5 separate regions of the Mus musculus genome follow, and regions 1, 2, 3 and 4 are each linked to region 5. The links are chromatin contacts, called in public HiChIP or PLAC-seq and promoter capture Hi-C maps. All regions are on one chromosome and are shown on one strand. Each heading gives the region's core, a stretch centred on a gene start, on an enhancer-like site or on the middle of the called end of the contact. The rest is flanking DNA. Distances are from core to core; before and after follow the strand shown. Region 1 overlaps Twist2 (twist basic helix-loop-helix transcription factor 2). Region 2 overlaps Twist2 (twist basic helix-loop-helix transcription factor 2). Region 3 has its middle 5.4 kb from the start of Gm46242. Region 4 has its middle 41 kb from the start of Gm46242. Region 5 holds the start of Ndufa10 (NADH:ubiquinone oxidoreductase subunit A10).

Region 1 (4,631 bases), core at 8-2,507, 650 kb after region 5:
ATGTAGCTTCTGCTATGTTGACACATCATAGGGAAGACTTTTGTCTCTGCAACTGCTGCTGAAACCCAGTTCTGTCTAATAGCGGTGTACATGGGATAGAGGAATCAGGACTCAGCTAGACACAGGCTCTCCCAGGTGGATGTCTCTACCATCCATGAAGCTCCTGCTTACCATCTGCTCAGGCTTCATGCATCTTATGCATGTATGTATGTATGTATGTATGTATGTATGTATGCATGCACGTAAATGTTTTCTTTTTTAATTATGTGTATGCCAGTGTGCATGTGGGTATAAGTGCCCATGGAGGCCAGAAGAGGTTGCCGGAGCCCCTGGAGCTTGTGTTTTTGATGGTTGTGAGCTGCCTGGCATGGGTGCTGAGAACAGAACTTCAATCGTCTGCAGGAACAACCAGTGCTCTTCACCGCTGCACTTACTTTTGAGATAAGGTCTCACTGTGTTTCTGAGGCTGGCCTGGTCCTTACTATGTAATTGAGGCTGGCCTTGGACTTTATTTACATATTTATTTGCTGGGGGTGTTTTTGGGTGCACATATGCATGCAGGTGTGTGTGCACATGTATGTAAGTAGGGCGGGTCAGAGTGCTCTTCTTCAGTTGCTCTCTGCCTTATCTTTTGAGGCAGATCCCTCCCCGGATCTCCCAGTTACTTTTGAGCCCTCGGGACCCTCCTGTCTCTGCCTCCACGGTGCTGGGATTGAAAACACTTTTACCACGTCACCCAACTTTTGCGTACAGGTTCAAGGGGTTGAACCTGGGTCCTCATGTTCCTGCAGCAAACACTGCCAGCCGAGCCAGCTCCCAGCCTCTTACGTTCACTTCCGTGTTCCTGCTGGGATTGCAAGTGAACACCAGCACACTTGGCTGTGTCTCCTAATAGTGAGCTTCTTGGCAGTAGTAGTAGACAGCAGTTAGCTTGTAAGGGGCACAGATGACCACTGGGTTTCTTTCTTTCTTTCTTTCTTTCTTTCTTTCTTTCTTTCTTTCTTTCTTTCTTTCTTTCTTTCTTTCTCTCTTTCCAGAGTTATGGAGCTGGAGACCTGAACTCTAACCTGAAGCCTGGGCCTTTCCTGCATCCATTTCCCTCCAAGCCCCGACAGTGCTAGAGCCCATGACCAGCCACCTCCTTTGTCTGTCTTTATTGCATCAGAATCTTCTAAAGTAAACTTTCACCCAGCCAGGGCTGTGCAGGGCCAGAGGGCTTTGCCAGGGATCTGTGAGGTAACTTTCCATCTGTTTATTTATGCTTTGCTACTTGGGGACAGGGGGAGAAAGGCACAGGGACCTAGGAGTCCCAGAAGCTAAGCAGAGTGGCTGACATCATGGGAATTTGTATGGCCTGACTCACGCTGTCCCCTGGTGAGGGAGTAGAAGTTCACAAAGTGCCTTTGGCTCCTGTGTCACCAGGAATTTGCAGTGTTGCAGCGGCTGGAAGCCCAGCCCTTACAGATGGTGTGAGATCCCACAGTTTCCAGCCACATGGAGCACACAGCCACAGGGACTCTCTAAGGAAATGTTGGTCAGCATCACAGAGTTTTCCAAATTTCCTCTTTCATCTCTTGGCCAAGTCTACCTTTATCCAGTGGTGGAATGGCTGGAACTCTTCTGTCCCAGTGGGCAGTACAGTCAGAGGGGTCCTGAGATGACCTTTTCTTCTGCTAAGTCCTGAAGGGGACATCCCCCCATCCTGTCCTCAAGGCTCCTTGAGAGACTTCTGACTGCCATGTTTCAACCCAGTGAAGAAAAATGGAACTGAGTCCTCTGTGGCCCAGGAGAGTGACAGATACCAGCTGCCCTGCCTCCCTCCCTGGTTTGCCCTGACAGATCAAACCATCTCAAAAGAGGCGATGCCAACAACTGTCTTTCATAGCTGGAGCCGTCTAGTGACAAGAACACTGTAAATCCACTCAGGCTGTGATAGGCTGTGGTTCTTTGTCCTAGAGCCGGTGCCTTCCCTGTGGATTTCATTTCTGCTTCTCTGGGACGTTATGAACAGAGTCTCCGTGAGGACAGCTGGTCACAGGGAGGGGACTGGTGTGATAAAGAGACCGTGAAACCCAGAACATAGATGTGAGGGTCCACCCACATCTGGAGGATAAGTCAGGGAATCCAGTGCTACGCGGACCCAGTTGATCACCGTGATAGAACAAGCTTTGTGGACATCAAAAAGCATGATAGAAGAGCATACTGTGCTTATAGCCACAGTATTCATGAAAGTCAAAAGTGGGAAGCTGTACAACATGAAATATCATTTAGCCTTAAAAAAATGAAATCTTGGCATAGCTGTAACCTGGGTGGACCATGAGGCATATGCTAACTGAAGTAAGCTAGTTACAGTGATAAATCCTGTGGAATTCCTGTCATAGGAGGTCCCCAGAGGCAGGAACTAGAATGGCACCAAGAGCCAGGGCAGGAGATGGGAGTTAGTGTTTAATGAGGGTGTAGAGGCGGGTGCTTCTGACGGTTGTTACAGTGTGTGATGAAATTACTCACCTAGCAAACAGTGCAAGCTTGATCAGTGCCACAGAACCACACACCTAAACACTGTAAGGATGGCAACCTTTACATTGTGTTTTATAATTACAAACACGGAGATATCTCTGCCATGGTAACTGGAAAGCAAAGGACCCATGGTCAGGGTCTCAGCAACAGGCCTTGACCATCTTCACGCCCTCTCTAACTTTTTGGCATCACGTCCTTAGAATAGTCTCCAGTCAGAGTTCCTGGATCAGTTGTAGGTGTTCCGGGTCAACTTTGTGTCCTCGAGTGCCAAGGTCAGCCCAAGGTAAAGCCATTTCTTTTACCATCTGAACTTTAGCCCAGGGAAATGGTGTTCTAGGTAAGACCTGGCTAGGCCATGGTCTGTACTGTAGGCCAGGGCTGGGGGGCCAAGGCAGTGTGGAGGTTTGGTGGGTCAGGAGAGTGACTGTATGGATGGCAGGTCTTCTAGCAATTTCTAACCTGAATCAGAGCTACTGATTTTCAAAAGAGAGGGCTGAGTCTGTACATCAACCAGAGGCTGTGTGTGCACTGAAATCTGGCATCTACCTACCTGTACATAAAGAGAAGGAGAGGCATACCCAGGGAGCAGACGTGGGGTGCCAGCACATGCCCACAAAACTTCTAATATTAGGACAGTTAGCTCGACAGGTGACCAATGCATCTACAGAAATCTTCATGGCATGGACTCATGGCCTGATACACACTGGGGACAGTTTAGAATGGCCAGTCTTACTGATGGAGTCAGGCTCTTGGTCCTTGTGACTTTGAGGGGTTTGTGAAGTGGGAAGCAGGCAAGTTGTTCATCCACAGACCAGTGACTATGAATAATGCTGTACAACATTAAATATGATTTAGCCTTAAAAACTGAAATCCTGGCATAGCTGTAACCTGGACGGACCTTGAGGCATATGCTAACAGAAATGGCTCTCAAGCCTGATGGAAGAGACAGAGGACTGGAAAGACAGGGCTCTCAGTTCCCTCTGGGACGTCTGTGATGCTCCTTCTCTGGGTACCTGAAGAGGCTCCTCCACGACCAAGCCATCTCTCAAATGCTTGCTGTTGTTTGATTGTTTGGCTTTGCTAGAAGCTTCCTCCTGGGGGTGGGGGGGTGAGGTGGACTCTCACAGTGGCTGGCATTTGTGTATCACTGAAGGTCAGCCGTGTTGTGGAGTATCTCATGGGCTTTCTTTTCATTTCTTTCTCTTTCAAGGAATGTCTATCCAAACTTTCAGCTCATTTTAATTGTTGAATCTTTGGAATTATTTATATATTCTGGATATTAACTCGTGTGTGTGTGCATGTGCATGCATGTGTGTGTGTGTGTGTGTGTGTGTGTGTGTGTGTGTTGGCATCAGGTTGTCTTCCTCTGTTCTTCCCTATCTTTTTATTGTCTGAGACGCATTCTCCCATAGAACCATGAAATTCACTGTCCCAGCTCTGAGTTCTGTGTCTGCTCTACAGTTCCAGGTTTGCCGATGTTTCCCCCACATCTTCCTCAGGTTTTATGTGGGTGCTGGGGACTGAGAAACTCTAGACGAAAAGTCACAGCAGCAGCATGGACCAGTCCCCCTTTCCCCCTTGAAACTGATTCTCACTGCACTAGGAGCCATTTCCCACCCCGTGCAGACCAGTTTTTCTGCTTACCGCAAGTGGGACTCAACTGTCCGTTGAGTCCTCCCCAGACTCATCTTTTGCAAGAAAACGCTTCAACCATTTGCTTGCTGTGCGCGGCTGCTGGCAGTCTGCCATCTCACCGTTCCTTAAGCCTCTGTTGCCTGCTCTCAGAAGCTGATCCCACCAGAGCCCCCAGCCCAGGAGACTCTGCCAGGCTAAGCCATCAAACCGCCTCCTCCTTTGTCCTACATATCGCTAAACACTATGGTAACACCAGCCTTGCCACCACCCTAGGGAAACCGGAATGATTGATTCCCTCCTTGTTTGTGGCCTGGGCCCCCGATGCCCACCGACCCTTTTGAGACCTGCCTTCTGCCTCTTGAAACTCACTCTGTCGTAGACTATTCTAGAGCATGACATCAGCAGAGGCTGCACTGAGAATGTAGCTTGTCACAGATGTAGTCACCCAGGGTTGCCTAGATGCCCATTTTTCTCCTCCA
Region 2 (4,650 bases), core at 2,028-4,527, 630 kb after region 5:
CTCCCACCCATGTCCCCTACCTGACAATTCTATAATGTTTGGAGCCTTGATGGGTAAAGGTAGACACTTTCTATAGGGAAGCTATAGAACTAACAGGAACCTCCTTGGGTATCCAGCCTCTGCCTCCATAGTATGACTGGAGATGACAGTACATTACCCACACTGCCAAATGGAGGGTGGGAAAGATGGGGAACTGCAGAGTCACAGTGGGATGGGTTGGGAGGCTGACAGGCTCTGGAGCTGCCTCCTAGGCTGGGGTACCCCTAGGCCCTGGCAACCCACGTTGTTTTACACCTTGCCAAAGTTGCAGCAGGGAAATGCCACGAGCCAGCACTCAGGCTGAGTTGCCCCGACCCCCATTTTAGCATTGCTCAGGCTGGCCTCAAATTTGCCAGCCTCTTGAATCCCAAGTACTGGGGTTACAAGCATGAGTGAGCCACCACTCCCAGATGGCCATTCTTTTCATGATTGCACTGATTTATCTACCAAACTCAGCAAAGAAAACTCAGGACAGGGGGATGGACCCATGACTAACTGCCGCCTAAAATAACCCACTTACCCAAGGTCCACGTGATCCATATGAATAGGTAAACCTAGGTCATGGGATGTAACAGAAGCCACAAGGAACAGTAACTCCTACCTGTGTGATGCCAGCTATTCCAGAGTGCAAGCAAGAGGGTACGTTTTCTATTTTATTTTATTTATTCGTGACTGTTATTTTAGAGCCTCATTTTTAGAGCCTTTTGGTTGACAGAATGGAGATTTCCCATGTATACCTATTTTCAGTCATAGCCTCCCTCCCTCAAAACACAGCCAGACACCAAGGCAATTGTACAAGTACCAGAGGAAGGAACACTGACACGTGCAAACACTGTACAGCATCAGCAAATATGCTTGGGCTTTTGTTGCTTTGGTCTGGTTAATGTTATAGGTAGGGTTTCAGTGTGTATCCCAGGCTGGCCTTGAACTCTCAATCCTCCTAGCTCAGCCTTCCAAATGCTGGGATTACAAACATGAGCCTTCGTACTGTTTTTAAAGACTAGTTCCAAATGACCTAAAATGTTAAATTGTGGGTTCAGAATGAATAGCAAGCCACAAGGATGGAGGGCTGGTACAAGTACCTACTTCATCACACATGGAGGTCAGGGGGAGATATCTGTAGCCAGACCTTGGGCTAAATACCAACATCTACTCAAGAATGGGGAGGCCTTGGGGATGGGGTTCACATTCTCTGGGCAAAAACACTAAGCAGGACCTACCTGGAGGGTCATGGACTTATTGTGTGTGCCCTGGAGGTCATGGAGACATTTTCTGACAGTGCTCTGGATAGCCAGACTGCCATGGTGGTAGAAGTTCTGGAGGGAAGGAAGCTATCTCCTTCCCTAGCTGGGGCCCTATGCCAGCTGTGGTGATTTGAATAAGAATGCTCCACAGGCTGATATCTTTGCTCCCAGTTGATGGAACTATTTGGGAAGGATTAGGAGGTGTGGCCTTGTTGGAGAAAGTGTCGCTGAGATGGGCTTTGAAGTTTCCAAAGCCAGCATTCCCCTGTCTCCTTCTCTGAACAGTGCCTGCAGATCAGGATGGGAAGCTCTCAACTAGCGCTCTAATGTCATGCCAGTCTGCTTCTCACCATGATGACCATGGACTAATGCTGTGAAGCTGTAAGCTAAAAGTTGCCTTGGGCATGGTGTTTCATCACAGCGATAGGACAGCCACTAAGACACTTGTCAACAGCACATGACATGCACTTAGTAGCTGTCGAAAAAGGGACACAGTAAAGAGACCAGAGACATCTTAGAACAGCTTCCACCATGCCTGGTGAGCAGGGGCTGCTGACTGCAGGAGGCCTGGTAGGCCTGGACCAGGGTGGGCTGAGGGCAGCTCAGGTAGAGGGATTAGTAATGGTGGAAAGACAAACTTTGCAATGGCAGTGACAGCTCACACTGGGGAACAGTGGGCCCAGGTCCTGTCTTCTGGCCCTCATACTCGGTATTGTAGAGAGACAGCTGAGCCTCAGAACACTCAGCTGTCACCTGTTACAGAAGGACAGTTGGTGAAGACCACACTGACATTAGTAGGCAGAGAGAAGACACTATTGAGCCTACCTTCAGGCCAACCTTACTCCCCACCACCCCAGGGAATCTCTAAGGCCCTGAGACCAGGAGGTGATGCCTGTGTGTGTGCCTTACCAAAGCTGGCAGTCAGAGTGTTTTCCTCTCCTTGACAGAGAGGCAGAAGGAACCCTGGGCTGGTGGTGCCCACCAAGCATCGCAAGGGGCCCAGGATGATGGATCGTGCTCATGGTGAGCTGCCTGAGTCTGGATTCTGCAACCCAAAAGCAGGCACAGTGGCTGCAGAGTGTGACCCAGGAGGCTCTCAGTTGTCACTTGGGACCCCAGAACTACACCTACATGGATCAAAGTTCCCAGCTTGGCTAGGCTGCTTCTGAGCATGCGCAGTTTGGCTGTTCACACCCAGGAGCTGCTTCGGAACATGCACAGTTTGGCTGTTCCTACGAAGTAGCTGCTCGGCACCATACAGAAGGAAACTGAAGATGAGACCACCTCTATCACACAGAAGCTTAGCATAATGGCAAACACAAGACCATGGACATTTTGCTGTTCCCTGTCTGGGCCTGGCTCTACCATGACCACCATTCTAAGGTTGGGACAGGTCGTTTCAAAGATCTCAGACATTTAAGCTGTGGGTTTCTCAGGACAGTCTCTTTATGGGTCATACAGTAGACAGTGCTGGCCACCCTCAGTGATCACCCGCCCACGATGCTGGGGACAAGCACCAAGTCACCTAATCAGCTAAAAGGGCTTCATTTCCTACTGTGTAAGAGATTCAAGGAGAGCTCGGGGCCTCTGAGGGGAGACCAGCTCTGAGCAGCCTCAAGCCTCCTGCCAGCTCCAAGCTACACACAACACACACACACACACACACACACACACACACACCCTGTTGCTGCCTCCCCCAGCAGGCTGTCATTTTGACAAATACATGTGCACAGACAGGGAAGAAGCAACGTGTTTTGCTTCCAAAGGCAAAATCTTCTTCTAATCCAGATCCTGCAGCCAACTCAGCTCAGAGTAAGGCAGGGCAGGGAAGGGCCGGGGCAGGGCAGGTTGGAGACAGCGAATATCTGTAGTAAAGAGACCACCTTACAAGAACCAAGAGCCAGCTTAATCTGAATTCTTCTGGTGCTGGCTAGTTAGGAGTAATGATGCTGGGTACTAGAAATTGGGTACTGGGTGCTAGGAGCTACGTGGGAGTGATCAGTGTAGATTTATGGGACAAGGGTGGAGTGTGCAGCAGTTGGGCTTCCTTCTCTCCTAGACAACATGTCTGCCTGCACACACTTCCGAGAGGCCTCGTGATGACTCCGGTGGTGGGAAGGTTATACGGGTAAAGTTCAGAGCCACAGGAGTGGCACCAAACCCCTGACTCACCACCAGTCTGAGACTTCTGAATTGAAACAGTAGCTGAAAGAGACCTTTCGGGGAGTTAGAAGATGGGGGGTGGGGGGCACTCTGTGAGATGAAGGATGTCAGTGGGCTCTGGAGGAGGGATAGAGACAGGCTGTTCTTTCTCTGAGGCAAATGAACATTGCCAAGCAATGGGCCTTCTGGGACTCATTTGTTTTTATAGTTTCCTCTGGGTGGCTGTGCCCAGGCCCCTCACAGGAGGTTTCTACCCTTCAAAGGGCTATTGTAGCACTCACCTACCTGAAGCAGCAACTGTGTGGTCTCCTTTGTGGGCTTCTGAACCTTGACTCTAGAGAGCTGGGCCAGAGCTTGGCTGTGTATCTCATCAGACAGTGAGGAGGTTGTGGCACTAACCATAGGCTTCTACAAAGCTAGCCAGAGCAGAGACCAGGAGCCACCCTGGTGGCAGAAGGGGTCCTTTAACCCTCTAGGACACAAGGCTTCTCTACCGCCCTGTGATGACCCATGGATGGCATTCCATTTCCTCCCATAATCCCAGATTGCATGCGATGCTATACAATTCCCCCACCCCCAGGCTGCTGATGGGGTAGGTCATGACTGTATGCTCCACTTTGGGACCTGCCGCTCTGATCCTGCTGCAGCTGGTGTGGTCTTGGAAAGGGTGAGCCCAGTGCATCTGAGCTGCCGAGAACTCTGTGTTCAATGGCTATTTCTGGGTGGCAGTATCCTGGCACTTTTGGACCCTCAAAAGAAAGTCATTTGCAGGAAGAATTAGGGTGAGGTTGGGCAAAGATGGCCATATGGGTCTTCTGAACATCTGTCCTCTCTCTAGTTCAATGCATCTGTCCTGGGCTTGCCCTGTGTGACAAAAGGGAAACCCCTTATTCTCTTCATCATTCCCCTTCTCCATTGGGCTTGGCTGTCTCCTTCAGGGACTTCAGGCTGACTTTTTGGAATGACACTTCCAAACTGGTGGTCCCAAAATAACCAGAGAAGGGTCAGGTTTGCCTCTATCCAGGGTCACTGCAGGGTCATTCTCTATCCACTGCCCATCAGTGACCCCACATCCCAGGAGCTAACTCTGTCCCTTTGTCCATCTCATGGGAGCTAGCACGGCAAGGTCAGACGCAGTGTCCTGCTGGCTAAGCCTTCCTGTTTTACTGGTAGCCCCCTGCTCAGTAAAGCCTGCCTTTTTTTC
Region 3 (4,707 bases), core at 515-3,014, 600 kb after region 5:
CTATATATATATATATATATATATATATATATATATATATATATATATATTGCTGCTACTGTTTTCAGACACCAGAAGAGCACACTGGATCCCATTACAGATGGTTGTGAGCCACCATGTGGTTGCTGGAAATTGAACTCAGGACCTCTGGAAGAACAGTCAGTGCTCTTAACCGCTGAGCCATCTCTCCAGCTCCAGCTCCAGCCCCAGCCCCAGCCATAGATTTTTTTTGCACAGGTGAATGCTTCCACACGTACAAAAGATTCCCCTCTATGCTGGTGGGGCCAAAAGGAAGTCCTTAAGTCCTTAGCCACTGTTGGTGAGGATATAAATGAGCCCAGCCACTGTGGAAATTAGTATGAAGATTCCTTAAAGCAAACAGAGAACCTACCTCCTGGTAGAGACCTGGAGGAATCTACTGTAGGCACATCACAGCAACACCTCCACACTTGCACTTTTTGAGACGCTAGTCACAATAGCTGAGTCAGGGAACCAGCTTGTCTGTCAGTAGATGGATGGATAAAGAATATGTGGTCCATACACACATGGGGTTTTACTCAGCCATGAAGAGGGACAAAATGATACCACTTATTAGAAAAACAGAATGCAACCAGAGATCACGTTAAGTAAAATAAGCAGATGCAAAAGGACAAATATCACACACACACACACACACACACACACACACACGTGTGTATATATGTGTGTATGTGTGTGTGTGTAAACCTATATATCTCTAGCCACATGAAGAGGATGGAGACTATGGGAAGGGAGTAGTCTGAGGAAGAAAGGGGAGGAGGACTGAAGGGATGAAGGAGCCAATAAGGTCAAAGCACAATGATGCACATGAAAGAAACTGTCCCCAGCAAACCCACACTATGCATGATGAACCCAGGCCAAGAACAACATAATGAAGGAAATCCTGAGCGCATGCTTGTGGTGTTGGTGGATTCAGGCCCGAGGGCTCCTGTACTGTCCATGAGGGAAAGGGTCAAGCGTTTATGCCCCTGCCTCAGGAGTTGAAAGGGTGGGCCTGCTGTGGGGCTAGTGTTCCTCTCCAGGGCCCTTGAGTTCTGGGGTAACTACATTTAGCTACTTGGGGTGGAGTTCCAGGCAGTGAGCCCAGGGATGTACCCTGGCCACTTCCTCAGCCCAACCCTGGGACACAGGAAAGGGTGCAGTCTGGGGTCTTGGAAAGGCTTCTCCAATTGCACTCTGGGTCATCGCTATGGAGACGATAGGGCTGGTGTGGAGGTTTATGTGTGAGCTGGGACCTCTGTGTACTTCCATACCCTGGTCCACAGAAGACTATGGCTGAGAGCAAGCAAGGGAGAGGGAGCTGGCATTATGCCACTCTGGCCCTTGGGTGTGCCCACAGGTACACACAGCAGGGAGGCTTGCTGCAGGCGAGACAGGCCTGTGGGAGAGCCCTTCATCCTGAAAGACTACAGTACTCATGGTGCTCTTGGGGGTTACTATGGCTAGGAACCCTGTGGATCCTGTATCCACATCTCCTTCCCAACGGTAGGGCTTGAGGGTCTTCTCAGGTAGGTCCTCTGCTTCCCTGTTGGACTCTGTCAGGGTCAGGGACACAGGGCCTCACAGATAACAACTTTTCTCATCATCTGTGACTCAGAAGGGGACTAGTTCTCTGGGTTGTTCCCCAAGGACCTAAGAGTTGCCCAAGTGGTCAGCTCCAGGTCAGTCACAGAACAGCAGCAATTGCGAGCTTTAGCCACCAGGTGGCAGAGGAGATTTCAGTGTGGTTGAGATGGTCAACAGCCCATGTGACCACACAGCCCAAGGTCTCTGGCTGCCACAGAGCAGGTGAAGAAAAGGGGCCGAGGAGACAAGATGGGCATTGGGTGAGGGTGGGTCAGTCTAACCTGTTGCACCAGGCTTCATTAAAGGGTGGCTAAGAAAGCTGGGCCAAGGACTCCAGGCTGTGGCAGAGGGCTTGGGCCAAGCAGACAGATGTTCTTGGAGAAACAATGACCTGAACCTTGGCCTCTAAAGCCCTAGAACCGCAGAACGGGAAAACCCTACCTACGTGTACACCTGAGGTCTGAGACTTGCGCCCCTCCCTCAATCTCTTCTCTGCCAGGAGCACCCCAACCTACTTCATCCCTCATCCCCTTCTAGTGTTCAAGGTGAGAGCAGCCAGCTGTCTGTGGATTCCTTGGTGCTCCATGCTAGTGGTTCATTAGTCCTGGTCCTGGCATGGCTTGTTGGTCCCAGGAACATCAATAGAGGGTGGTATGGGGCATTGAAAGGAAGCTTACACAGGCCGGTTGCCTCCAGATAAGCAGACACTCTCCCTGTCTGTGTGGCCACACATGGATTTGCCTTTGATAGCCAGAGCAAGAAAAATGGTCTCCGCTCGTTGGGCTGAGCAGACCCTGGTTTACCTGAGTAGGTGGGCACCAGGATAAGGGAAAGCATGGGAGCCAAAGGTGGGGCAGCTCAGTGAGGACTGGAGGAAGGAGGACAGTGAGGACTGGAGATGCTCCAGGTAACAACCGAGGGACCTGACGTGTGGGTAGCTGCGGTCACCTCAGGGCTAATCTCTTGGTGGCAAAGGGATACAAGTCTGCAGTGGGATCCCCTGGTGTGGCTTGTTGATGTAGCTGGACTCTCTCCCCCCTTGCTGGGGAGGGTCAGCAGAGGTTGGAGGTCAGACCCTGACTCAGCTCGGCTTGACGAATTTACTTTTAAACAAACTCCTCTGGGCTTTTCCCCTGAGGCCTGTCACATAAATTTCTATTTAGTGCCACTGGGTCTCCAGCCAGGGAGCTGCCAGGATGTTTTGAGAAGAAGCTGGGAGATCACATGGTCTTGTCTCAGGGACTGTGTAGAGGAGAGCTCGGAGCTGGGTACCAGATGGAGATGGGAAAGGAAGAAGCTGACTGGAGCCTTTCCCCAGGGCTCCGTGAAACAGCCAGTGCTGAACAGTGACAGGCTTCAGGCCCCCGAGGTTCCCTAGTGGGTGCACACCTTGGGGGAGGGGGCTGAGGGTTACAAAACCCACCCTTCCCTGGGCTTGCCATATCTATAGAGGAAAAACCCAGCATTTCAGGGTCCCTGTAGGAAACCCCCTGTACTCTGGGCATTTTCTTACCTGTTCTCACCGCCCCCTACGGGGGGGGGGGGCAGAACAGTGAGGTGAAATCCTGGGTATATGTGTGCTGTTGATATGGACATAGCCACATACCAAGGACCCCTAATGCCTCAGCCCCGTGGAGGTGGCAAAGTCTTCCTCAGGTCTGAGTGTAGATGCTGATAATGTGTACAGAAAATGTCCACCATACATCCTCCCAAGGGAGGTTTACAGCTCGAAGACAGCTCTGCTTCTCTTGAGATGAGCAAAACCTGTCTCCCTTTTCAGCTGTATATAATAACCCTGACTCCTTGTTTTCTGTAATATACCCACTTCCATGGACAGCTGTATGCTATAGTCCCCCCTGCCAAATGCTCTATAATAAACACATCAGCTTCTGGGGTATTACAGCTTCTCCATCAGGTTTCCTGTTCTTGTATTTGCTTTTTCTTTATTTCCTGGGCCTCAGTCAGGCTGATCAGAACAGTGGTAAGTAACCTCTTCTCACACTAGAACCTAAGACTTGCAGGCCCTGGGTCCCCCTGAAAGCCACAAGACAGAGGTGCAAAGCCTCCAGCTGCCTCCTGTCTATTTTAGAAGAGTCTTTACAGACTGTTCAGCCCCAAGCCACACCCCTTAGTTACAGCCCCAGCTTGCATTTGAAAGCTAGAAGAGAAACGTGAGATTTTCTGTCCTGTGCTTCCAAGGAATCTCGGGAGAGCTGCGTGTATGTTTAGGGCAGAGCCAGGCCCTAGAGACCCCACTGCAAAGGAATCAGCCTGATCTGCAGTCCTTGGGAGGGTATCACAGTGGAGGTGCCCTCCTCCTGCTTGATGGGTGTGTGGCCCAGGCAGGCAGAGAAGGTGGGAGGGGTGCAGAGCCACTGAGAGCACAGCACAGTGCAGCCCTGTTTGTGTTGGCAATGCGGCTGCCCAGCCATTTCCAGGTTGGATGACTGCGTGATGGAGAATGTAGGTCAGGGGTTTAAGCAAACACCTTCTGGATCTCACATCTATGTGAGCGTGGGGAGGGGCTCAGTGAGCTGCCGGAGAGTTTGCTTAGTGTGGAATTGTCCCTGGATTGAAATGACAGCATCGTCAGCTGTCACTTACCTTGGTGTGGGAGGGAGAACACGGACAAAAGAGATGCTAACCTGGCTGTAGAACACAGAACAAGGACAACAGCCAACAGGAAGGCACAGCCTGGTATTAGCCAGGGCAGAAGGCAGCCATGGAGGGAACAGAGTGGGTGAAGGGATGTTGTGGGGAAGTGACATTCAAGCATGAGCAGGGGCCAGAGGCCACCAATAAACTCTGGAATGAAAGACTTCCGTCTCAGAGAGGAAACAACCCACCCCATGGGACCATGCATGAGCGCAGCCTCTGTGGCAGGTCCCGTAGGCTCACACCTATGATCACCATGGAGTACTCCCACCTGCCTTTCACAGAGGGGCACCCACAGATGAAACCAAGATGTCTGTCTGCACCCCAAGATGAGAGTCTTCACTGACACTTGTTATTCTGTGATCTTCTCCCTGGTCCCTGAAGCTCTGAAAACACAGGCACTAGCTGACATCAGAACATGTCCTGGGTGGCCTCTGGAGCCAGGCC
Region 4 (4,900 bases), core at 1,541-4,040, 550 kb after region 5:
ACTTGGTAATCTGGATCTAGCAGCACGGTGTCGAAAGCTGCCCGTCTATCTAAAGCACTGTGTGCCACATGCCAGCAAGGGTGAGTGTGGGGTAAAAGGCATCTGGACAATGGCTGTGAAGAGCACAGGGTACAGGCCATAGGTTAATTTCCCATGCCTGCTGCTATCTCAGGGACATTCACTTATTTTGTCCCCCAAATAGTCTTTGGGCAAACCAGCAACACTGATTCCTGGGCCCATGGCCAGGCTCTCAGAGGTGGGCTGGCCCAGAAAGTAAGCAGAACCAATCCCTGGGGAAGCTGGGCCTAGATATATGGAGGCCCACTTGGAGCAGGCAGCTCCCATGGCACCAAGCAGGATGAGAAGACAAAGGAAGAACCAGCATTCCCCGGGGAGGCTGAGGGTGTGGCCAGCATCCAAGGTCCTCAGCCGGGTAGCACAGCACATAGCATAGGGTGGGCCTCAGCCTCTTGTGTGGAAGAACATCTGGTTCTGATCCCTTGTCATCCAGGGTGAGAAAGCTATTCTGGGTGGTGAGGGGAAGGACCTATGGCCTGGAGTTCTGGCATCTCCTCCACAGGCATGAAGGGTCCAGCAGTAGAAGCCACGGGTCTGGCAGACTCTGTTGAGCCCAACCTTATCTGGTGCTCTGGCCATTGCTGGGGGCAGTGTGCCATCAGCCAAGGAGAGAAAGGGCAGTCTGTCCTAGGCTGGGGAACAGTGCTGACTTGACTTGTGGTGGCCCGGGGCTGGGACAGGTGTTAACTCATTCCTGACACCTTTGGTACCCTAGTTGGGAGAGTGTTCTCTTCAAACTTCCCAGGTATCCTAGTTCTGTGTAAGCCTCTCAAGTGTTGTGTGGGAAAAGGGCCCGATCCTGCTACGACAGTCCAGGAGCTCCTTCCGTGGAGCTGCCCTGTATCTCTCTTCTGAGTAGCTCAGAATGGTTTTTTACCCTGAGTCTATCTTGTCTAGAGTCTAAACTTTAGCCCCACTCACTCCCCATCAGTTAGTGTCTTCCATACCCTACCCTTCAGAAGTACCTTGCCTGGAGCCCATCCAGCTCTCATGGAGGAGGCAGGCCAGGGAGCGCTGAACAAGCAGTTGCCCTTGGGTGCGCTGGGGACTCGGCTCCTGGCTTTTCACTTTTGTCCCTTGGGATGAACCCTTCCTGCCTCCAAGCCTGAGGCCCCTTTGGCTGATGACCTGCAGAGACACACCCTCAGGGGAAATGTGACACGCTAAGGAGACAAGAGTTTGGCTCAGCACAGACAGTTTTTTTTTTTCCCCTTCTATCATAGATGCATCCCTATGTTTTCTCTTTCTGTGCCCAAGTCCAAGTTAAAAATGTGCCTTGAGCCATTTGACACAACCAAGTTGCTTTGAGGCCAAGCTGCTCAGAGGGCTAAGGGGGTCTGGTGTGCGCTAGTGCTGTTGGCTACAGATGGAATGAGGACAGTACTGCCTGGGGGAGTGGCTGTGTGGACAAAAGCAAGTGACCTTCTGGCCACATCCACCAGAGTCCTGCTCTCTAACACCCAGGAAAGAACATTGTATTGATAAATTGCTGCATGCTGTTTGAGTTCATGGAGACGTTGGCACTGAGATGCCTGTGTTCAGAATCTCTGGCAAGCCCACATGCTGTTTGAGTTCACTGAGATGTTCCTACTTCAGACCCAAGCATGCTTGTGTCAAACGTCCTCCCAGCCAACCCGAGATGGGAAACGGCCTGAGAATAGAAACACTGTGTTCTTAAGAACAGCTTAGAAGGAAAACCATTTGCAACAGAGGTTACTATTGTCTATGATATACAGAGTGTCAGACATGGAAACTGGAAGCTGGGAGTTCAGCCATGGAGAGAAAGCTCAGCAGGGAACTCCCACCGACTGCCTCAACCTCCCTGTCAGTGTCTGCTGGGCAACGTTATCTATTTACTGCTGTTCACTTGTTCCCTAGGAAGCCCGTTCACGGACAAGCTGCTCTGCTGAACTTTTGACCAAGAATTCTAGCAAGGTTGCTCCAGCATGGCTTCCCCAGTCATCTGGGTGTTGTGGATGCCCCGGTTTGATGGTGGTTTTTTGTTTTTTGTTTTGTTTTTGTCTATCAGCCGCTTCTATCCATCCACTACTTCCTGCCTGGTCTTTACTTATGCTTGCTGTGTACTTACTTAGATGCATTCATGCATTTGATATTGGATGCATTCTCCACACCACCCTGTATATGATCCCAGAGTCCTGCCTCCTGCTGCCCTGGCCTCAGACAGGCAAGATGGCCTTCCCCACCCAGACTCAAGTCTATGTGACTTCCCCTAAAGTCACTCCCAAGTCACTAGGGATAGGACGGCCCCTCGGGCCCCACCACCCCAGCCCCCACTGATATGAAAATACGAAGTATGAAAACGCCCAAATGAGAAGTGAGGCAGGAGATAGGGGGAAGGAGTCCTTGAGTGTTTGAGCTAAGTCTCAGGGGTCTGAACACTGCCCTGGGGAGAGCCCTGTGAGGTAACTCCCAGCCCAGGCAGTTAAGACCTCTCTGACAGCCAGCAAAGCCCTGAGAGTCCCCAAGGTTCCAGGGCAAGTGGAAGATAGGGTGGGGCCCTGGGCCTGAACACTTCTACCTACAGAACTCACAGCTTTTACATACGAATGCCCTCAGGCCCCTGGAGCAGGAGGGGGTTACGGGTCTGACGTTGTCCCCCACCCCCACCCTCCAACCTAACTCTGAGATGCTGCAGAGAAGCACTGGGCCACAGCTGCAGCCACCCACAGAGGAGCACTGGGGAGGCATGTGGCAAAGCAGAGCACATACTTCTGTCCGAAAATAGATTTTATCTGAAGAAGAAACAGATGGGGAGGGAGTCAGCTCCTTCTTTAATGGAAAGTGCAGGACGCACGGGGGCGGGGTGGGGGGCAGGGGGGTCTAGCCTAGTCTACTTTCCTCCTGTCCCTGAGGACAAGCTTGGAGACCCCCCCACAGACCCTGGGGCATCTAAGCAGCATAAGGCATGACCTGGCCAGCTAGGGAGGTTAGGCAGGTGTCCTGAGCTGGCTGAGGAACCTGATGTCCCTGACTCCTGCAGAGCCAGAGGATCAGGAAAGGCCTCAGCACTGACTGCAGTGACCCAACCTACCAGGCATGGTGTAGCCAAGGCCACAGGCATTAGCAGGTGAGGGCCTTCAGCAGGGCATCCTGGCTGGGCGAGGGAACAAGGGACTCCCCGGGGACGCTCTCTCCAGACTAGTCCAGGACCCTAGCTCTGCTGCCCAGGGTCATTAAGTTACAACACTGGCAAGTGAAGCACCTAGAAAGTAGCTGCTAGGGAGTCCGATCTCTACAGTCTATTCCCACCATCCCTACAGCTGCCTCTAAGGCTTCTCTGGTCCAGGCCTCCCGGCGTCGGCACCTGTGTTACCTCTCTTTTCAGCACGCAAGGGCTCAGTTTCCATGTTCCCCATGAAAACAGTCCGTTCACTTGACTAAGCCCACTCTCTTTATTCAGGATAATTATGCTTGTAAGATCAGTTTAAGCAGACTCTTTGAGACCAGCATTACCTTAGAGAGAGTCTAGGTCCTGACTCACGCTAAGGGAACATTTATTTATTCCTTCCTCTGGGGTATGCCATTGAGGCCTGGTGTGGACCACAGTAACATGTCTGCAGCAACAGAAACCACACACACACACACACACACACACACACACACACACACGCCCACTCGGCCACACCACGCCCACGCCATGCCCATGTCTTGGATGGGGAAGGAGGTCCAGAAAACTCACAGACATTTACAAAGCCTTGGATACCTATGTCTCAGCTCATGCCATATACGAAAATCTGGTCCTCCAAGTTGAGCTGGACCCTGCTTTCTGCCTGGGACACACAGGACCATACGGTTGGGAAGACCTGAGTCATGGAATGGGCATGCACATCCTTTCCTGCAAAGGTGTCTTGTGGACAGAGTGTAGAGACTAAAAGTCCTTAAGCTGCAGAAAGCATGAAAACTCAGGGGTCTCTGGGGTCTGCTGGACACGGGGCTGATGAGCAGGCTCATAGCCATGGTGAAGGCTACAACTCTAGCATCATCCTGTGAACTCCAGCCATGTCCATGAAGCCTGATCCCCACTCTTCTCAGTCAGGAGTGGGAGCTGATGGCCCTCAAGAGAGGCCCAGCTTCAGGCCCCATTGTCAGAGATGATGCCCCTTGAACCCAGCAGGACCACAGAGACCGAACCTCTGCAGAAGATACGGTTACACTGGAACCCTCGGTCAATTCCAGAGCAAGGCTGCCCTGGGCCCTACCTCCACCCCCACGGCTGCCCCAGAATTGCTGGAGTCGAGGAAAGGGTGGACTTCTTGCTTTGCACCTGCCTTTTATCAGCAGCCACAGGACCGTTGGAGACCCTGAGGACATGGATGGACCTCAGGATGGAGCTTGGCATAAGGGAGTCTACATCCTCCTTGTGGGCAGAGCTGGGACAGTCTAGAGGGCAGCCCACAGGACGGGCACTGGAAAGACATTGGGGTGAAGCCAAGAATCAAAGGAGCCACACAGCACACCATGCGGTTCTGTACAGCTGCAAGGAGTGGGTTGGAAATCAAGCTGTAAGCTTCCTGGTAGCACAGACCGGGGAAGCAACCTGACTTTATGATGGCAACAAATGCTTTCACCCTACTTGCCAGGAGCAGCCAGGGCAACCCTGGAGGCTGCGGGATCTTGGCTTGGTGTTTTTTTGGTTGGGGGTTTGAAATGGACAGGGAGGAAAAAGACCCTTCTTACCATGGAAACAAAATAAAAATCTAAGGACAGGGCAGCCACTAGAGATTGTTTTGTTCCCCCAGGGTCACAGAGCAGCCTGGGAGAGGGGAGAAAGAGGGAGGAGTGATTCACAGATGTTTCTGGA
Region 5 (4,804 bases), core at 2,065-4,564:
CACTAGTGTTGTCCTGCATGACGAAGGTACAGCTCAGTGGCAGGGCATTGACTCTGGCACACCCTGCTGCACTTGTTCAAGTTCCATCAGCTACACAGATTCATGTGTCACAGAATGTGCACAGTTGTGACAGTTGTGGACACAGTGTAGTCAGGGGAACAGAACATTTCCATCACTGGAAGATGTCTGGTGTTGCTGACTTACACCCACATCCTCATACTGTGTCCTCCAGAAGCACCTAACTGGTTCTTCCTGTAATTTTATTTCAACACACAATATAATACAAATGGAAGCACATCACTTGACTTTTGGAGTGTGCCAGCCACCATGCCCAACCCTGGACTATTTCAAACTGAATTTAAGAAAGCTGTTTATGTATTCTAGACTCTGGTCTGTTATCAAATATTATTTTGTAAATATTTTCTCCACCTGCAGTTAGTCTTTTCAACCTCTTAATAATGTCTCTTCCAGAGCAGGATCTTCTGAGTTTGATAAGTCTAGTTAACTAACTTTCTTTCTTTCTTTTCTTTCTTTCCTTTCTTTCCTTCTTCCTTTCTTCCTTTCTTTCTTTCTTTCTTTCTTTCTTTCTTTCTTTCTTTCTTTCTTTCTTTCTTTCTTTCTGAATGATGCTTCTGATACCAAGTTAAAAATATTCCCCTACTCCTAGGCACAAAATGTTTCTCCTATTTTTTTCCTAAAAGCTTAGTAGTTTTGAATATTATATTCAAATACAGGATCCATTTTGTGATGCTAAGCTTGGTTTTGCTGTTGTTGGAGGCTTTGTTGTTGTTTCTTGTGGTAAGGTTATTGAAGGTTCATTTGCTTCTCCACAGCTAGCCAATGGCTCTCGCACTGCCTGCCATGGGACTGTGTTTGCACCGTTGTAGAAACAGCTGAGAACATTTGTGCTGATTCATTTGTGGATGAACACCACAGCCCTCCTGACTACTACATGTTCTTGCTTTGTATCAACATATAATAAAGCTCATTAACAGAAGAGTAACTCCTCTGACTTTATTCTTCTTTTTAAATTCATTGTGGCTATTCTAGCATCTTCACATTTCTGCAACTTAATAAAACTTGTCTCTGACCATTAAAACATCCTTGTGGAGGTTTTAGTTGGAACTCCATTAGACTTAGAAGACTTGACATTGCCTGTTTCTTCTTCTGATCTGTGATTTTATATATACATATATTAAACTCTTCTTTGTTTTCTTATATCAGTGTTTAAAGTGTTGCCTCCTACAGATATGTCATGTTTAAATGCAAGTATTACAAGTTTACTTAGACCAAATATAAATTGAATTCCATCTGCTATTCAGCTTTGACTTCTATGCTGTTAGCATACAGAATACTGTGTAATTCTCTCTCTCTCTCTCTCTCTCTCTCTCTCTCTCTCTCTGTGTGTGTGTGTGTGTGTGTGTGTGTGTGTGTGTGTTTCTCTTTTTTATTTTGTTTGTTTGTGTTTGCCTTTTGGATTGAATAACCTGGCTGAACTTGCTATTTATTCTAGAAGCTTTTTTTGGTCAACTCCTTTGGATTTTCTGAGTAAAAATAATATAATCTACAAATAATTGTATCTCTTTTTTTCCTGTATGTATTCTTCTTCTATCTTTTGTACTTATTATGTGGGTTAGGGGTTCCTTTGTTGAGTACTTGTGAGGAAAGCAGGCCCCTTGCTTTTTATATATATATATATTTATTTATTATTTATATGTAAGTACACTGTAGGTGTCTTCAGACACACCAGTAGAGGGCGTCAGATGTCATTACGGATGGTTGTAAACCATCATGTGGTTGCTGGGATTTGAACTCAGGACCTTTGGAAGAGCAGTCAGTGCTCTTATCCCATTCTTTCTCTATTCATATGATGTTAGCTTTAGGATTTTGTGGGCATACTTTATGAAGATGAAGCAGCCACCCTGTAGCCTTTGTTGGAGCATATGTGTTCTTTTATTTTAAATGAATATTGAATTTTGTCAAATGCTTTCCCTGAACCAAGCAATCTGATCACACATAATTATTTTGGTTAGTTTGTTTTTTATATCAGTTGATTTTAGGATGACATCCCATTGCTTGTGGTGCACCACTCATTTCATGTGTTGCTGGATTCAATTTGCTGAGATACTGATATATGGAGGTCTTACATTTTTGTACTGTCTTTGACAGTTATGGCAGCATAACATGCGATAGTAAGCATTATCGCTTCTGTTTTCTGGAGGAGACTGTACATATTTAGTATCATATATTTATGTATAAAGTAAAATTCTTCAGTAAAACATACGTGCTTGGGAAATTTCTCTTTTGGGGTTGAGTGATTTTTGAATTACACTGGAGGGGAGTAGGGAAATGAGATAATGATCAGGATTCAAAAGAAATGAGGAGAGGTTTCCCCTTCCCGTATTCAATGTACTGTAAGGATACAGGACTTTCTAGAAATCCAGAAATGCGGGGGAGGTTTTGTGTTAACTACATGGAAAGTGGTCCAAACCCAACCCAGAACTCCTCATTGTCTTGGGGATCCTCTCCCTATCAGCACTTTCCTGGCTTCTGCGCACTGCACTCTTCCACCTCAGAGGCTCTTGGAGCTGAAGAGCTTTCCAGGAGGTGACTATAAAGTCGGCAGCTGTGGAAATGAGGCAGGGTGATCTGCACTGGAGATATATGGTGGTGCCAGGTCTGTGGCCACCTCAGCTCTTAGCACTACAAAAGCTCAGAACTGCTAGGTCGTGAATTGGTTGCCCCCACAGGGCTCAAGCTGATGACAGGTCCTTCTCTCAGAAACCTAGGCAGGGAGAATGTGACGCCCCTAGAACTCAGATGGGGAATGGACTCTCTCCTCAGCGACCAGAAGGGCGGGGAGCGGATCCTCCCTACAGAACTCAAACAGAAAGTGGGTCTACGTTTGGGCGTGGAGCAGGGAGACAGCACAGATTCTGGGGAGCGAGAGGATTCACCCCACAGAACACCTGGGAGTGGGGGGTCACACTTTTGTCACACAACTCAAGCATCTGCGAGAACCCGAGCTCAAAGCTGGGAGCCTCAAGGCCCAGGCAGGACTTCTAGCCCTTTGCCACTTTCATACTATAACTTGTCTAGGATCTAGGCGCGCTCCTCGCCCAAACAATCTAAGCTCAAGCAACTAGAGCGTCGACAAGCCTAAGCTCCGCCCCTTCCCTCTGGCCCCGCCCCGTCCCAGTTCCGGAATATTTTCTTTTTTCGACAGGCGCCGCGAACACTCAGTGGTGACGTCATGGCAGCGCGCCGCGGACGAGCTAGGACCCCGTCGCGTTCATGTCCCTCTGGTCCTTGAGCCGGCGCAGACGGCGAAGTCATGGCCTTGAGGTTGCTGAGACTCGTCCCGGCGTCGGCTCCCGCGCGCGGCCTCGCGGCCGGAGCCCAGCGCGTGGTGAGCGGCGGGTGGCTCTCCTTGCTTGGATCTCGGCCTGTCGGCTCCGAGCCCTGACGCTCCGGCGGCGTCTGTCAGACCCGTGAGCCGCGAGCTCCTGAGGCCTCCGCTCACAGCACCGGTGCAGCGGGACTCACTTTCCCGGCTGCATACGGAGAGCCGAGATGCCGGAGCTCCGGAGCCTGGGCCCGCATGCTCATCGGTTCAGAAACTGCTTTGTGGAACGCCTTGTAGACTCTGGGGTGACGTGATGTGGAGCAGCAACAGAGATTTGGGGTAGATTGGGGAGGATTAGGACCTTTTAGGGTGCATGCAGAATAATGGGTGACAGTAGGTGCTTAGGGGACCGTGGCTGGAAACAGGACACGTCTTATGACGGCATCATAACTTCTTTGCTTTATAGTAGCTAGAACTACATAGGTGGTAAATCGGAAAGGGGTTGACAGTCATGCTAAGGATTTTTATTTTGAACAGGAGTGATCTGTGTGTGAAAGAGGTATAGATGTGAACCAGAGAGAGACGAGGTGTGTGTGAATGTGAGCCTGGATCGGCACTGTCAGCCTAAGCCCCACTATGAATTAGCACTGTCAGCTTAAGCCTATTAGGATCGCAGTGGAGCACAGCAGCAAGAGCACAGAGCATATTCACAATCCACTCTTGACCTTGACCCTCAGAGACCACACTCCTTCCCCTGTATCTTCACATCACCCTCTTCAGTGAAGTCGTTTCATATATTCACATGTCGGAAGTTCAGTCACACCCCGTTCCACCCTAAGCTTTTCATGCATTGAGTTCATTCTTTATGCTGTGAAGTTTTATTGTTTTGCACAATGAGCAATATTATATTTTGGACTTTACAATACACACAGAGTAGTTCACAGCCCTAAAAAAAAAAAAATCTATTGTCCTTAATATTCATTTATTTCCCACCCTGTCAACTCCTGACAGCCACTGTGCTTTTGATGATTTTTGTCATTTTGCCTATGCTAGACTCGTGTAATCAGTCACACATATTACCTGACACAGTGCTTTCTTTTTTTACATAGACTTTGACAGTTACACTTAGAATTTATTTGTGGGGCTGCACAGCTGTTAAGAGTACTTGTTTCTCTTTTAACACACACACACACACACACACACACACACGTACACAATCTAGACAATATTTCTTAAGCCAGATGTTGTGGTGCACACCTTTAATCCCAACATGAGACAGGCAGATCTATGAATTCTCGGACAGCCTGGTATACAGGGAGTTCCAGACCAGCCAGGGCTACATAGCAAGACTCTTGTCTCAAATCCAGCCCCCAAAAACAGCAGGGGTGGGGGAAGACTCACTGTGTCTTTATGGCCTTTTTAGTCATTCCCTTTAATTCCATAGTTTGGTTATACTGC

The links. Promoter capture Hi-C pulls out the DNA fragments that hold promoters and counts their contacts. HiChIP or PLAC-seq counts read pairs in DNA pulled down with a chosen protein or histone mark.
Region 1: a FOXA1 HiChIP or PLAC-seq map of pancreatic cancer cells shows a contact between it and region 5. The contact joins the enhancer-like site here to the promoter of Ndufa10 in region 5. A contact is called at or near these places in 5 of 39 promoter capture datasets (the 3T3-L1 cell line, 3T3-L1-derived adipocytes, the C10 cell line and 2 more), 1 of 484 Hi-C or Micro-C datasets (the C2C12 cell line) and 10 of 115 datasets of contacts at active chromatin or transcription factors (the SCID.adh cell line, embryonic forebrain, embryonic stem cells and 4 more).
Region 2: a contact with region 5 is called in a promoter capture Hi-C map of hippocampal neurons, with 2.7 times the contacts expected there. The contact joins the enhancer-like site here to the promoter of Ndufa10 in region 5. A contact is called at or near these places in 3 of 39 promoter capture datasets (the SN4741 cell line, embryonic stem cells and hippocampal neurons), 1 of 484 Hi-C or Micro-C datasets (bone marrow-derived macrophages) and 10 of 115 datasets of contacts at active chromatin or transcription factors (embryonic basal ganglia, embryonic forebrain, embryonic stem cells and 4 more).
Region 3: a FOXA1 HiChIP or PLAC-seq map of pancreatic cancer cells shows a contact between it and region 5. The contact joins the enhancer-like site here to the promoter of Ndufa10 in region 5. A contact is called at or near these places in 9 of 39 promoter capture datasets (the 3T3-L1 cell line, the C10 cell line, HPC-7-derived erythroid cells and 4 more), 1 of 484 Hi-C or Micro-C datasets (bone marrow-derived macrophages), 13 of 115 datasets of contacts at active chromatin or transcription factors (the NIH/3T3 cell line, astrocytes, bone marrow-derived macrophages and 6 more) and 1 of 9 other capture datasets (adipose tissue).
Region 4: a contact with region 5 is called in a promoter capture Hi-C map of embryonic stem cells, with 5 times the contacts expected there. The contact joins the enhancer-like site here to the promoter of Ndufa10 in region 5. A contact is called at or near these places in 22 of 39 promoter capture datasets (the 3T3-L1 cell line, 3T3-L1-derived adipocytes, the C10 cell line and 11 more), 1 of 15 datasets of contacts at CTCF or cohesin (embryonic stem cells), 1 of 484 Hi-C or Micro-C datasets (bone marrow-derived macrophages), 31 of 115 datasets of contacts at active chromatin or transcription factors (Th17 cells, bone marrow-derived macrophages, double positive thymocytes and 16 more) and 4 of 9 other capture datasets (adipose tissue, embryonic stem cells, liver and 1 more).

What each region holds. Positions count from the first base shown.
Region 1 is chr1:91,820,372-91,825,002 of GRCm38.p6, reverse strand. The region is part of intron 1 of Twist2 (twist basic helix-loop-helix transcription factor 2); the gene reads right to left. The region is part of intron 1 of Gm46117 (a long non-coding RNA gene); the gene reads left to right. Among named protein-coding and RNA genes, the nearest start is that of Gm46117, 8.6 kb to the left of the region's middle. Within about 2 kb of position 1,257, at least 72 of the 459 cell types and tissues checked have an H3K27ac peak or open chromatin away from gene starts, as enhancers often do. A contact at or near this core is called in 3T3-L1-derived adipocytes, the C2C12 cell line and pancreatic cancer cells, where this site is marked.
Region 2 is chr1:91,838,473-91,843,122 of GRCm38.p6, reverse strand. The region is part of intron 1 of Twist2 (twist basic helix-loop-helix transcription factor 2); the gene reads right to left. Among named protein-coding and RNA genes, the nearest start is that of Gm46117, 9.5 kb to the right of the region's middle. Within about 2 kb of position 3,277, at least 17 of the 459 cell types and tissues checked have an H3K27ac peak or open chromatin away from gene starts, as enhancers often do. A contact at or near this core is called in hippocampal neurons, where this site is marked.
Region 3 is chr1:91,871,883-91,876,589 of GRCm38.p6, reverse strand. No RefSeq gene overlaps it. Among named protein-coding and RNA genes, the nearest start is that of Gm46242, 5.4 kb to the left of the region's middle. Within about 2 kb of position 1,764, at least 37 of the 459 cell types and tissues checked have an H3K27ac peak or open chromatin away from gene starts, as enhancers often do. A contact at or near this core is called in pancreatic cancer cells, where this site is marked.
Region 4 is chr1:91,918,126-91,923,025 of GRCm38.p6, reverse strand. No RefSeq gene overlaps it. Among named protein-coding and RNA genes, the nearest start is that of Gm46242, 41 kb to the right of the region's middle. Within about 2 kb of position 2,790, at least 35 of the 459 cell types and tissues checked have an H3K27ac peak or open chromatin away from gene starts, as enhancers often do. A contact at or near this core is called in 3T3-L1-derived adipocytes, embryonic stem cells, hippocampal neurons and 1 more, where this site is marked.
Region 5 is chr1:92,472,268-92,477,071 of GRCm38.p6, reverse strand. It overlaps Ndufa10 (NADH:ubiquinone oxidoreductase subunit A10), which reads left to right and starts at 3,314. Exons shown (of 10, transcript NM_024197.1): 1 at 3,314-3,409. The coding sequence starts at 3,335.